2 separate regions of the Mus musculus genome follow, and region 1 is linked to region 2. A link is a contact called in public promoter capture Hi-C data. All regions are on one chromosome and are shown on one strand. The core of a region is the stretch at or near the end of the contact, and the rest is flanking DNA. Distances in the headings are between cores, read along the strand shown.

The links. Capture Hi-C pulls out chosen DNA fragments and counts their contacts.
Region 1: a promoter capture Hi-C map of adipose tissue shows a contact between it and region 2. The contact joins the promoter of Alg1 here to the promoter of Ppl in region 2. A contact is called at or near these places in 1 of 484 Hi-C or Micro-C datasets (embryonic stem cells), 1 of 115 datasets of contacts at active chromatin or transcription factors (pancreatic cancer cells) and 3 of 9 other capture datasets (adipose tissue, liver and pancreatic islet).

What each region holds. Positions count from the first base shown.
Region 1 is chr16:5,232,173-5,237,237 of GRCm38.p6, forward strand. It overlaps Alg1 (asparagine-linked glycosylation 1 (beta-1,4-mannosyltransferase)), which reads left to right and starts at 1,449. Exons shown (of 13, transcript NM_145362.2): 1 at 1,449-1,685; 2 at 2,794-2,871; 3 at 2,991-3,094; 4 at 4,148-4,296. The coding sequence starts at 1,478.
Region 2 is chr16:5,130,398-5,136,073 of GRCm38.p6, forward strand. Ppl (periplakin) reads right to left here and starts at 2,084. Exons shown (of 22, transcript NM_008909.2): 1 at 1,885-2,084. The coding sequence starts at 1,946.

The sequences.
Region 1 (5,065 bases), core at 199-2,698, 100 kb after region 2:
ATACTTAAAAAGTTCTCCCTTCCTTCCTTCCTTCCTTCCTTCCTTCCTTCCTTCCTTCCTTCCTTCCTTCTTCCCTCCCTCCCTCCCTTCCTCCCTCCCTTCCTTCTTTCCCTTCCTTTCTTTCTCTATAACCCATTGTCTATTCGTCTCTCCCTAAACTTGAGTCTCCTTTTTCTCCTTATAAGCTGAAAGCCAACAAGCTTTAGTGAGCTTTCTGTTTCTGCCCCTCACAGCTGAGATTATAGGTTTTGTGGTGACATCCAGCTTGTTACATGGGTGTCAGGATTTGAACTCCTGTCATGATTGCAAGTAAGAGCTCTTAACTGCTGAGTCATTTATCCAGCCCCTTATTTTTTTGAGTTCTTGTCATAAGCTGCCCAGGCAGGTCTTGAACTCTCTATGGAGTCGAGGATGACCTTGGCTTCTCCTCCACAGTGCCAGAATTACAGGCTATACTATGCCTGCTTCCTCTCTTTTGTATTTGAATTGTTGTATTCAATGTGCATGCATCTTAACAAATGAAGAGATAAACATTTTGCTTAATAAATTTTCTCACTGGAAGGCACCTCTGCTAAAGAGCCAGAGGCCCTATGGTCTCTTGCCTTCTACCAACAAAGATCGGTTTCCATGTGTAGCCATGATCTTGTTTATACATTCACTTCTCAGGGAATGGCCTCTTTCCTCAACAAAACTAGGAAATTCATCCAAATTGTTTTTATTTATTTAGTGTACAAGGGAGGTGCTGTGTGTGTCACAGCAGGAGCGTGGAAGTCAGAGGATGTAGAGAGTTGATTCTCTCCTTCCTGAGATGGTACCCTACTTTAGCATCAAACACCTTTACCTGAAGAAAACTCATCAGCCTCTCATCTAAAATTTAATCTCTCTTGTTAGATTATTAAAGGCAGCTACTGAGAGAGTAGATAAAAGAGGCTGGGTCTGATCATAGCCGAGACAAGTTCATGTACGGTGAGGGTACATTTTTGTGTAGATGGCTAAGATACTCACAGAAGATGAGATATGGCCTCCTATAGGGGTAGAAATGACTTCACAGTCCGTAAGGGAAGCTGAGAAGTGTACTCTAGCAGCAGGTAATCATTATCATCATTATTATAGTTTGAAATTTATCTTAGCGGTCTTTAAAAGAAGTTCTTAGACTCCAATAAAGGTACAGCTTTACTTTCACAGGGGAAAACACACTTCAGAGAACTTGGCATGGCTAAGTCCATTCTTGGGCTCCTTAAGTAACTCTTCAAAGGCCTCCTACCCTTTCCAGGCCCCGCCCCCCCGTTCAGAGCCCGCCCCCATCTTCCAAATTCTCTTTCCTTTTCTCCCAGACCTCGCCTTATCCAAGGCTCCGCCTCCTCCTTCGTAAAGAGGCGATTTCATAATCACCTCCCCCTGGGCAGGGTCTGGGGTGTGCGCTTGCGCATAGCGAGGCTTCCGGGCCCGGTCACGTGCTCGGCGCCGGCCGGCCAAGATGGCAGCGTCCTGCGTGGCGCTGCTGGTTCTGGCGCTGCTGTTGCTGGTGCTGCTGCTGGGCTTGTGGAAGCGTGGGCGGCAAACGGGCAGGGCCCGGCACATGGTCGTCGTGGTGCTGGGCGACGTGGGCCGCAGCCCCCGCATGCAGTACCACGCGCTGTCATTGGCCCAGAGCGGCTTTTCGGTGACGCTGCTGGGGTTCTACAGTGAGTGGCGGGGACCTGAGAGGGAGGCTCAATCAGGAGCCTTGACTCTCCCTGTTTTGGGACAGAGGCGGGAGCAGCTGTGCTCCTCTCCTGCCTGTTCTGGTCTGGACCGCTGTTTTCTGGTGTCTGGGAGCAGCGGGCGTCAGTCGCCGTTTACCATACGTGAGGACTACAAATAGATCGGTTGCAAAAGTGTCTGTCACTTGCTTTGTTTAGGTAGTGCACAGACAGGCTGCAACCCTGGTGTGTGAGACCTTAGTGCTGGTCACCACTTCCTCATGCTGCCTTTGTCACTGAGTTGGCAGGCTGAATGTTTCTTCACATCCCTTGTCCAGCCGCAGAGCTTTTCTTGCTGTGGATGGTTCTCTTGTCCCCTAAGGTGTAGGCAGAGGTGTCCACTCCCTCATCATGTCCACGTGGATGATTTTTCAGGGGTTCACTCTTACTATGCAGCCTCTAGCTGGTTTGGATCTCACTATGTAGGCCAGAGTGTCCTTGAACTCACAGAGATCCACTTGCTACTGCCTTTAGAGTGTTGGGATTAAAGGCATGCACTTTAGTAGCCCCTCAGGTATCCAACCTTTTGACACAGTCATATGAAATCTGCTAGCATGTTGGGGACATTCATAACTATCCTCGAACACGTGCTGGGCACCTCAAATTGGATCTGCGAACTTGGGGGTGGCCCAGCTCTATCTAAGGGAAAGTGGAAATAGCCCTTATTGGTCCCCGTGTGGAGTGCTATCCTAGGGCAGACTGCCATCCAGGAGTTCTACTCTTTATCAGTTAAATTGGGTCCCTATTGCATGCCAGTCATCAGGTTAAATTAAGTAGGTATGATGAATGCCCTTCGAGGGTATTCTATAGAAGAACACAAAGTGACCTCATTTTCTATTCTGGGTACTGGGGACCTGTGAGGTTTTGATAGGTGTTATTTTCCTTCCACCTTGTTTACTTGAGATGGGCATGCTTTGTAGCACATGCTGGCTTTGAACACTTTATCCTGCCTTATCCTTCCAAGTACTGGAATTACAGATGTGAAGGAACACACCCAGCTGACTGTAACTGGCTATTTCTGATACCTGAAAGGGCTCATTTGCATTTGCAGACTCCAAACCTCGAGATGAACTCTTGCAGAATGATAGGATTCGGATTGTGAAGTTGACAGATCTGCGGGGCCTGGGAGGTAGGACCAGTCAACTCCAGGTTCTTGACTAGGGGTAGGGATGGTTGCGTATTGGGAAGATGAAGGGACTCTCAGTGCCAAGAGCTCTTTTGTAGAGACAGATGTTTTCTGACTTGCAGCTGGGCCCCGAATTCTCCAGTATGGAGTCAAGGTTGTATTTCAGGCAGTGTACTTGCTGTGGAAGATGATGCGCATGGACCCTGCAGCCTACATCTTCCTCCAGGTATGTGCCAGCTGCTCTTTCCTTCTGTGAGAATCACCATTATCATAGCAGGTCTCTTGCTGGTCTTTTAAACATGCACACATCGGGTTGTGGGTGTGGCTCAGTGAGGTCTTGGATTTGATTTCCAGCCCACATACAAAATGAACAAATTATTAAATGTATTTAATACTTCTGTGTGCATAGCCTATAAAAACATGGGGAGGGCTGCTGCACTCGTGAACTTGCAGCTATACAAGACCGGGGCAAGGCTGCCAACACTGTAGCATGGGCGGGGGGAGGGGGGTGGATTCACAGGGGAGCCGTCCCTAGCTAAGGAGCTGTTGGCAGTTAATGGTTGTTGGGGGTGGAGGTTATTTTTCTTCTCCAGTGTATCCACTAATAAATGGCCCATTCTTCAATAAACAACCTCTCACTTAGGTTATTATAAGCAACTGTAGTTAAACTCAGTCACTAAAGAAAAAAAAAAGATGAGACCAGGAGGGAGCACTTGGAGGGGAAACCGGTACAGAGGGATGACTGACAGGTGAGGAGGGAGCTAAGGAAGAGAGTGGGGAGTGATCAGAATGCATCACACATACACAGTCATGAAACTGTCAGGTAATAAATACAGTAATAGGAAAAACAAACGAGTGTGCAGGCTGCCGGAGCAGTGGCTCAGTGCTCGGTTGCTGTTCTTGCAGAGGACCCAGGTTTCACTCCCACCATCTACAATAGGAGTTTACAGCTATCTGTAACCCAGGTTCCAGGGATCCAGCACCCTTGTCTGGTCCTCATGCTTGGGTGGCAAATTCTTTACCTACTGAGCCATCGTCTTAACTCAAGAGCTCTTGATCGATGATGATTTTGGGGTTTTCAGATTGGGCAGTTTGGTTTCTTTATAACTTCTTACTCCCTTTGTTGTTGTTAATGTTTTTATGGTGGAGGGGATCTTCTTTCTGCCCCCGGGCTGATGAGAGCCTTTTAGGTCATAGTTTCTTTGCTGTGTGGTCACTCCTCTAGGCTATATGGGCCATAGTCTATGCTTCCTCCACTGCCTGAGTCTCCTTTTCCTAGAACCCTCCAGGTCTGCCTGCTATTGCCGTCTGCTGGTTTGTGGGCTGCATTTGTGGGAGCAAATTGGTCATCGACTGGCACAACTATGGCTACTCCATCATGGGCTTGGTCCATGGCCCCCGCCACCCCATTGTGCTGCTGGCCAAATGGTGAGAGGATGTGAGTGGTTCCCCCTGAGTCCTCATTAGAGTGGGTGGGAGAGAAGGGCCTGGGTGAGCAGGTTGGATCTAGAGCAGGGTCCTCAGTTCCACTCTGATTCTGGCTGCCCATCTCATTGTGTGCTTCTTGCTCTGGGGTCCAGCTAGCTCTGTCCTTTCTCTGTCCCTGCTGGGATTGATTGTTGTTTGTGGGACCAGCAGACCAGGCAGCTCCTTCCTGTCACAGCACCAGCTTCGTGCCAGGCTCCAGGCCAGGTCCCGTTTTTCCCCACTCTGTCTCCATCACCCCCAATTATGGTGCATTGTAAAAGTTAGGTGAGTGGGCTGAGAGTGATGCTGCCTCTTGCTGCACAGGAAGTCATCAGGAATCAGCCCCTGGAGGCTGCACTCCAGAGCCAACTTGTAGCTGGAGGGAAGAAAAGGCTGCCGTACTCTGGTGGTAGCTAATGAGCTTTCTCACTCCGGTGCCCAGACTAGCTTCGAATTTATGTTGGTCCTCGTGCCTCAGCTTTGTACACTCTGGGATTACAGGCACGATAAACCACACCCAGTTTAGTAGTGTTAACTTTTTTTTTCTTGAGACAAGAGTTTCTCTGTGTAGCTCTGGCTATCCTGGAACTCACTCTGTAGATCAGGCTGGTCTCAAACTCAGAGATCTGCTTGCCTCTGCTGGGATTAAATGTGTTGGCCGCCACCAGTTAGCAATCCTACTTTTATGCATTTTTTTGTAATTAATTTTTCTAGTTCATTTTATTCTTAA
Region 2 (5,676 bases), core at 834-3,333:
TGCCGAGTTTCTTGTAATCCCCAGCTCTGTGAGACTGAGGCAGGAGGATGGAGTGTAAGGCTAGGCTGAGTTATACAGTGGTTTCAAGGCAAACCTGAGCTACACAGCAAAAAGCCTGTCCAGAGACAGAGAGAGAGAGAGAGAGAGAGAGAGAGAGAGAGAGAGAGAGAGAGAGAGAGAGAGGGAGAGAGAGAGAAGCACTAGCCAGGGCATGGGGACAGTGGGTACCCTGAGCTAGGAAACCATGAAGAAAAGTGTCTAGTCTCAGGGCTGGGTGACCACAAGAGGCGCATGGCCAAAGCTGTCAAAAGCTGCCAGCCAAGGACTAAAGCCAGGAGGCAGGTAGGACTCTGGTACCTAACCAGCAGGTTCTCAGAGTCCCTGTGGCTGAGAAGGATGGAGATCCTTCTTCCCTTCCCTTCTGGGCTGCCATGCCTTTGCTGTTAGGTCCAAGCCCAGGCACTCCAGGCTGGAGGGCTGCAGTGTAGGGGTGGGACTTGGCCCAGCTCCTGGGATGTGTGACTCTCCTCCTGGTGAGGACTACAGGGGCCTGACCCCTTGTGGGGCTGGCACAGAGTGTGTCCGATTGTGCAATACTCAAGAGAGCAGCCCAAGGACTGGATAGGACCCCAACTGGCTCTGACAGCCAGCTGGATCAGCCACAGAGGAACAGTACGAAGGGCCCTGCCCAGCCTCTGGGGTTGTGAAAGACTGAAAGACAGAGTTGATGAGGAGAAGAAACGAGAGGGGAGGGGACCGTAGAACAAGGGAAGAAACTACGCTGAGCATCAAACAGCCCTGTCAGCGGGACTACAGGAAAGCAGACTTTCAGAAAACATAAGAATACCCAGGCCACACTCCAGGCTGCAGTGCCCAGGGCACCCGTCTCAGTAGGTGGGTCTGGGTTGAAAGGCAGAACAACAGTCAGTGGGAAAGCTCCGGGGCCAGAATCTCTTGTCTTGCCTCCATCTGGAATCTGGGGAGTGGGGAGGAACTGTTCATGGGCCAGTGAAGGAGCCCAGCTAGGTGCTGAGCCAGGTGAGTGCTTGCCACTTCTCATCTGCCTAAAGTTATTTGGAGGGACCACCCCCACTTCCTCTAGAGGGATGCCAAGGCAGAGGAACGAATTCCACCCCTCCCTCAATCTCAGCAACATTACCAGTCTCCCCCAAACCGGTTATTAACCGAATGAATACATTAGGCTTATCAAAACCGACGTGGGCTGTCTCTCCATCCAGACACATCAAGACATGTCATTCGCTTCTCAGGCGGCCCTGAGAACTCAGAGATCGCAGACGCGGCCAGTTTCGGGGATAGGGGGGTGGGGAAGCGCCAGGAGCCACACCCCTGAGAAATCACGCAGTGAAAAATTGGTCTGTCCCCACCCAGCCGGGCCGAGCGGGAGTCTAGAGAGCCTGAGATTGCCTTAGCATGTCCCCCGGGGCCCCAGGACCCACCGCGGCCTCCGGCCTCCGAGTGCTCCAGCGCTGGCAGGCAGGTGCAGCCGGGGACAGGTGGCTCACCCTCGGAGCCACCAGATCTCACAACCCAACGCCAGCAGCAGCACCTGCACGGTCTACAATTCCCGCAGGAGATCACCCTACACACAACTTATTTTCCGAGTCCCAGGGTGGAAACACAACGTTTCATGACCGAGATTCCAGCTTCAGGACAACCTTGTACTCCTTACTCAAGTCCCCACCATCTAGGCCCCCAAAGTAGCGCATCATGGGGCTCTAGAGTCCCTCCTGTCACTCTTGGTGCCCCTTCCCAGCAGGGCAGAACTTTCCAGTTATAGAGGAACCTCCGCACAGCCTGCCCACGCATCCCCACTCCTGGCTCAGCCCTAGGTCTCCCTCATCCTAACCCAGGACGCCCCCTCACCTCCGCGTCTGCACCGTTGGGCTGTATTTGCCTTTGTTTCTCTTCCTGAAGAGCGAGTGCATGGTGGCGCTTGGGACAGAGGGACCTGGAACGCGGCGACGGACCCGGCGCGCACCGAAAGCGGGCGGCGGGCGCAGGTGAAAGAAGGCGGCGGAGGCGGAGGCGGCAGCGGCAGCGGCGCGCAGAGCCCCGTGTGCGGAGGGCCGCGGCTCTGGGTCACTACAGGAACAGGGCGGGGCGATCGCCGGCCACTTGCTTGCCTGCCGCACCCCGGGAAGGTGGCGCTTACCTTGCAGGCGGGGCTTCGGACGCGCTCCCTGGGTCCCCGCCGGACACCGCCCCTGTTGCCTGTTACTGCAGAGGCTGCGCAGCCTGTCGCCAGAACCTGGACGACTAGGCCACCTGCGCTAGGCCGCGCCCATCGTGCACATAGAGCCTGGCGCGCCCTCTGGCTGAAGGGTTTACCTGGGCAATCCCAAAACACCATGACACTCCTCTTGTGATGAGCCACAGGTGGAACCTCAGACAGGTGTGGGAGACCCGAGGTGGAAGTGGGGTCTCTGCTCCCTGCAATGTCAACAAATCACACTCAGCGGGACTGGCGATGGCCACAGCCATAGCACGCTACTGAATTGGATTCTTGTGGCCACCTATGGTCAGTTAGGACTTCTCTGAGAGTTGTTTTACTTACTGCCTCAGTTTCCTCCTTGGCCAAGAGAAGATTAACGACGACCCACATCCAGAAGGGCTATAGGAGATTCCTGTAGCTAATTCACCAAAGAGCTTGGCACACAGTGGCACTCCAACAGGCAGGGAAACAGCCGGGGAGGACATAACTATCCCTTGAAACGTTCATAACCCCGGGCCTGGTATGATAGAGACTTAATGGTGGATCATAGAAACTAGTTCTGGCTGAGAAACAGCAATGTTGCATAGTCCTGCCCGCATGTCCCGGAGTGAGGCTGGGCTGGGGGCTGTGGGAAACGTGGAGCTTTACCCATTCAGATCTGTACCCACATCTCACACTCATGAGCTGCCATAAGGGACGCAGCCCTGGTTTTGTTGGCTAATGGAAAACACTCTGGGTAAGAGCTAGAGTGAAAGAGAGACAGCTGAGAGAACTCAGTGCTACCCTGGGGTGGGGGTGGGGGTGGGTGGGAGCTCATGGGGAGAGGTGAGCTGCAGAGACTCTGGTGACAGCCAAAGAGCTTACAGTTCAAGTAGGGGAGATGAGATCTTGAGAATGGAAAGGGACAGTCACTGTGGGACTTGCTCACACTGTCAAGAGACTGGGGATCCAAGCTCAGCTGTCTGACTCCAGTCTCTGTCCCACAGGATTAGAATAAGGAGGTTGGTGTTCAGGGCTGGGGGGCTCAGTAGCTAAGAGAACGCACTGCTCTTGAGAGGGCCCTGTTAGTTCCCAGAACCTGTTAGGCAGATGTAGCACCAGGGGATTCAATGACTTCCTCTGGGCTCCCCAGGTGCCCACTTTCATGTGCACACACCATGCACACACCACACACACCACACACACACATGCACATACCACACACACACACACACACACACACACACACACACACACACACACACACACACACATATATATATATATATATATATATATATGTTATAAAATGTAAATGGCCGAGCAGTGGAAATAAATAAATAAATGTAAATAACTTTGGAGGTTAAGAAAAGATATTCAGTGCCCGGGAGTTGGTGGGCAGGAATACCTGTACAGTATGCTTTGTATACATAGAAGGCTTCTGGAAGGATCCATGCGAAACTGTTAGCCTTGACCCACTGAGGAAGAATGAGACTCTTCACTGAGGAAGTGGGGCGGGTAGCCAGGATAGACTGGTGTTCGGATCTTTACTTGGTCTCTTTTCAACTGTGGGGGACAGTGAGTCCTTTTGCTTCTCTGGCCTCAGTTTTTCCCATCTGTGAAGTGGATATAAAAGGCAGAGTCATCACCAAGGGATGAGATCCTTCCTAGTGAGCCTCTAGCACAGCCCCATTGTGACAGAGCTCAGTGACAACAGGGATGTCATTGGATGCTGGGGACAGCTCTAAAACCACAAACACTCAGATCCTTCTCTCAGCAACTCCAGGGTGGCTGTGAAGTGGTGTTGGGGAAGTGGCCTGGATCAGGAGCTCCAGGCCAGTCAGCTCGGGGCATTGCAGGATAACCACACTGATGGAATCTTAGGGTCCAAGTGCTCTCTGTGAGGTGAAGCCCCTCAGCTGCCTTGCTCGGAGGCACTTGATATCTTGGCCTTTTCTTGTGGGAAGGGAGCCATATTCTGAAAGCCACAGTGCCTGACTGGTCTGTGGCCACCAGCTGTAAAGCCCGAACTCTGGACATCCCTATCTCTACCTACCGTAGCATCCGCTCCCAGGCTCAGGGCAACTGGCTTGGTGCCCACTGACTCTGCTGGGCCCGGCCAGGAGTGTTGGAGGGAATTAACAGATTAGGGCAGGAATTCCACTTGGCCCTCATCCACGTTCTCACTCCATGTTCTAAGATAGTCAGCCCAGGGCTGGTGCAGCTGTGTGTGCATGCATGGGTACATGTGCACGTGTGTATGCACATGTGTTCCACACACAGCTGTGGGCAGGCAGGATGGGGCGGGAGATCTGCCCTCACTCGTACACCCTCTGGGGGGCCAGATGGGGTTAGTTCGGCACTGCCAAGCTGTCTTCTGCCAAGTGACTCATCCCCTCTGCTGTGGCGGGGGCGGGGAGGCCAGCAGGAGGATTGCGTAGGTACTTGTTCCAGGATGGTTGAACATCATTGAGGCGGCACCTGCAGGGCTGTGCAGTGCCCAGCAACCAGTGACCCTTGGCCTCCCATACCTGTTTCTTTCCAAAGCTGGAATGAGGGCTCTGTTTCATTGTTGCAAGGGTCACCCACACCCTCTCTGTGCTCAACATTTCCCCAGAAGTTGGAGAGGAATGTACACTCCAGGCTCCCTCACTTTGAACCAGTTTGAAACAGGAAGAACAGCATTCTCTCAATCCGGGAACAGAGGGCCCTGCTTACAGGACCAGGATGGAACCTTCTTCTCCCAGGGTGGAGGCCCAGGGCCATTCTCTTGTGGGCTAGACCCTCTCTCATCTCCTATATGGCTCCACAATCGCTCGAGGAATCTTACTTACATACAGATCCAGGAATGGTAGCATAGACCTGTCACTTCAGTTGAGGCTGAGGCAGGAGGATTAAAACTTCAAGGCCTACCTTAGCGCCAGAGTAAGTTCAAGGCTAGCCCAAGTGACTTATCAAGGCTAGCCCAAGTGACTTAATAAGACCCTGTCACCTTTAACAAAAGTTAAAAGAGCTGGGGTGGAGCTCAGTGGTGTTTGGCTTGCCAGGCACGTGTGAGGCCCTACGTTCAAGTTCATGTTTCTTTTCCTGGGATTGTGGCTGAATTTTATCAGCACCACACTCTATCCACTGAGATGGAATGTCTCATCTATCCAACAGCCAGATGGAAATGCTTTTCAGAGAGTAGCCACCCTCTGGAGCTCTGAAGCAAAGGGGTTTGGGGCTAGCTGGAAACCACAGGTCAAAGCCAGCCTGGGACTGAGTCCTGGCTGTGTGATCTTGCAGGTGGCTTAGGCACCCTGACTGTTTCACCTAATACACGGGGGACAGCCAGTGCCGAGGGACTCCCACAGGACAGGAAGGGGCTGGCTCAGCTTTGCCCTCTATTGTGTAACAGATATTTACTTTTCTTTTGGGACAATTCTTGGGATGGAAAGTCAGCTCACACGGGCTGACTCATACCT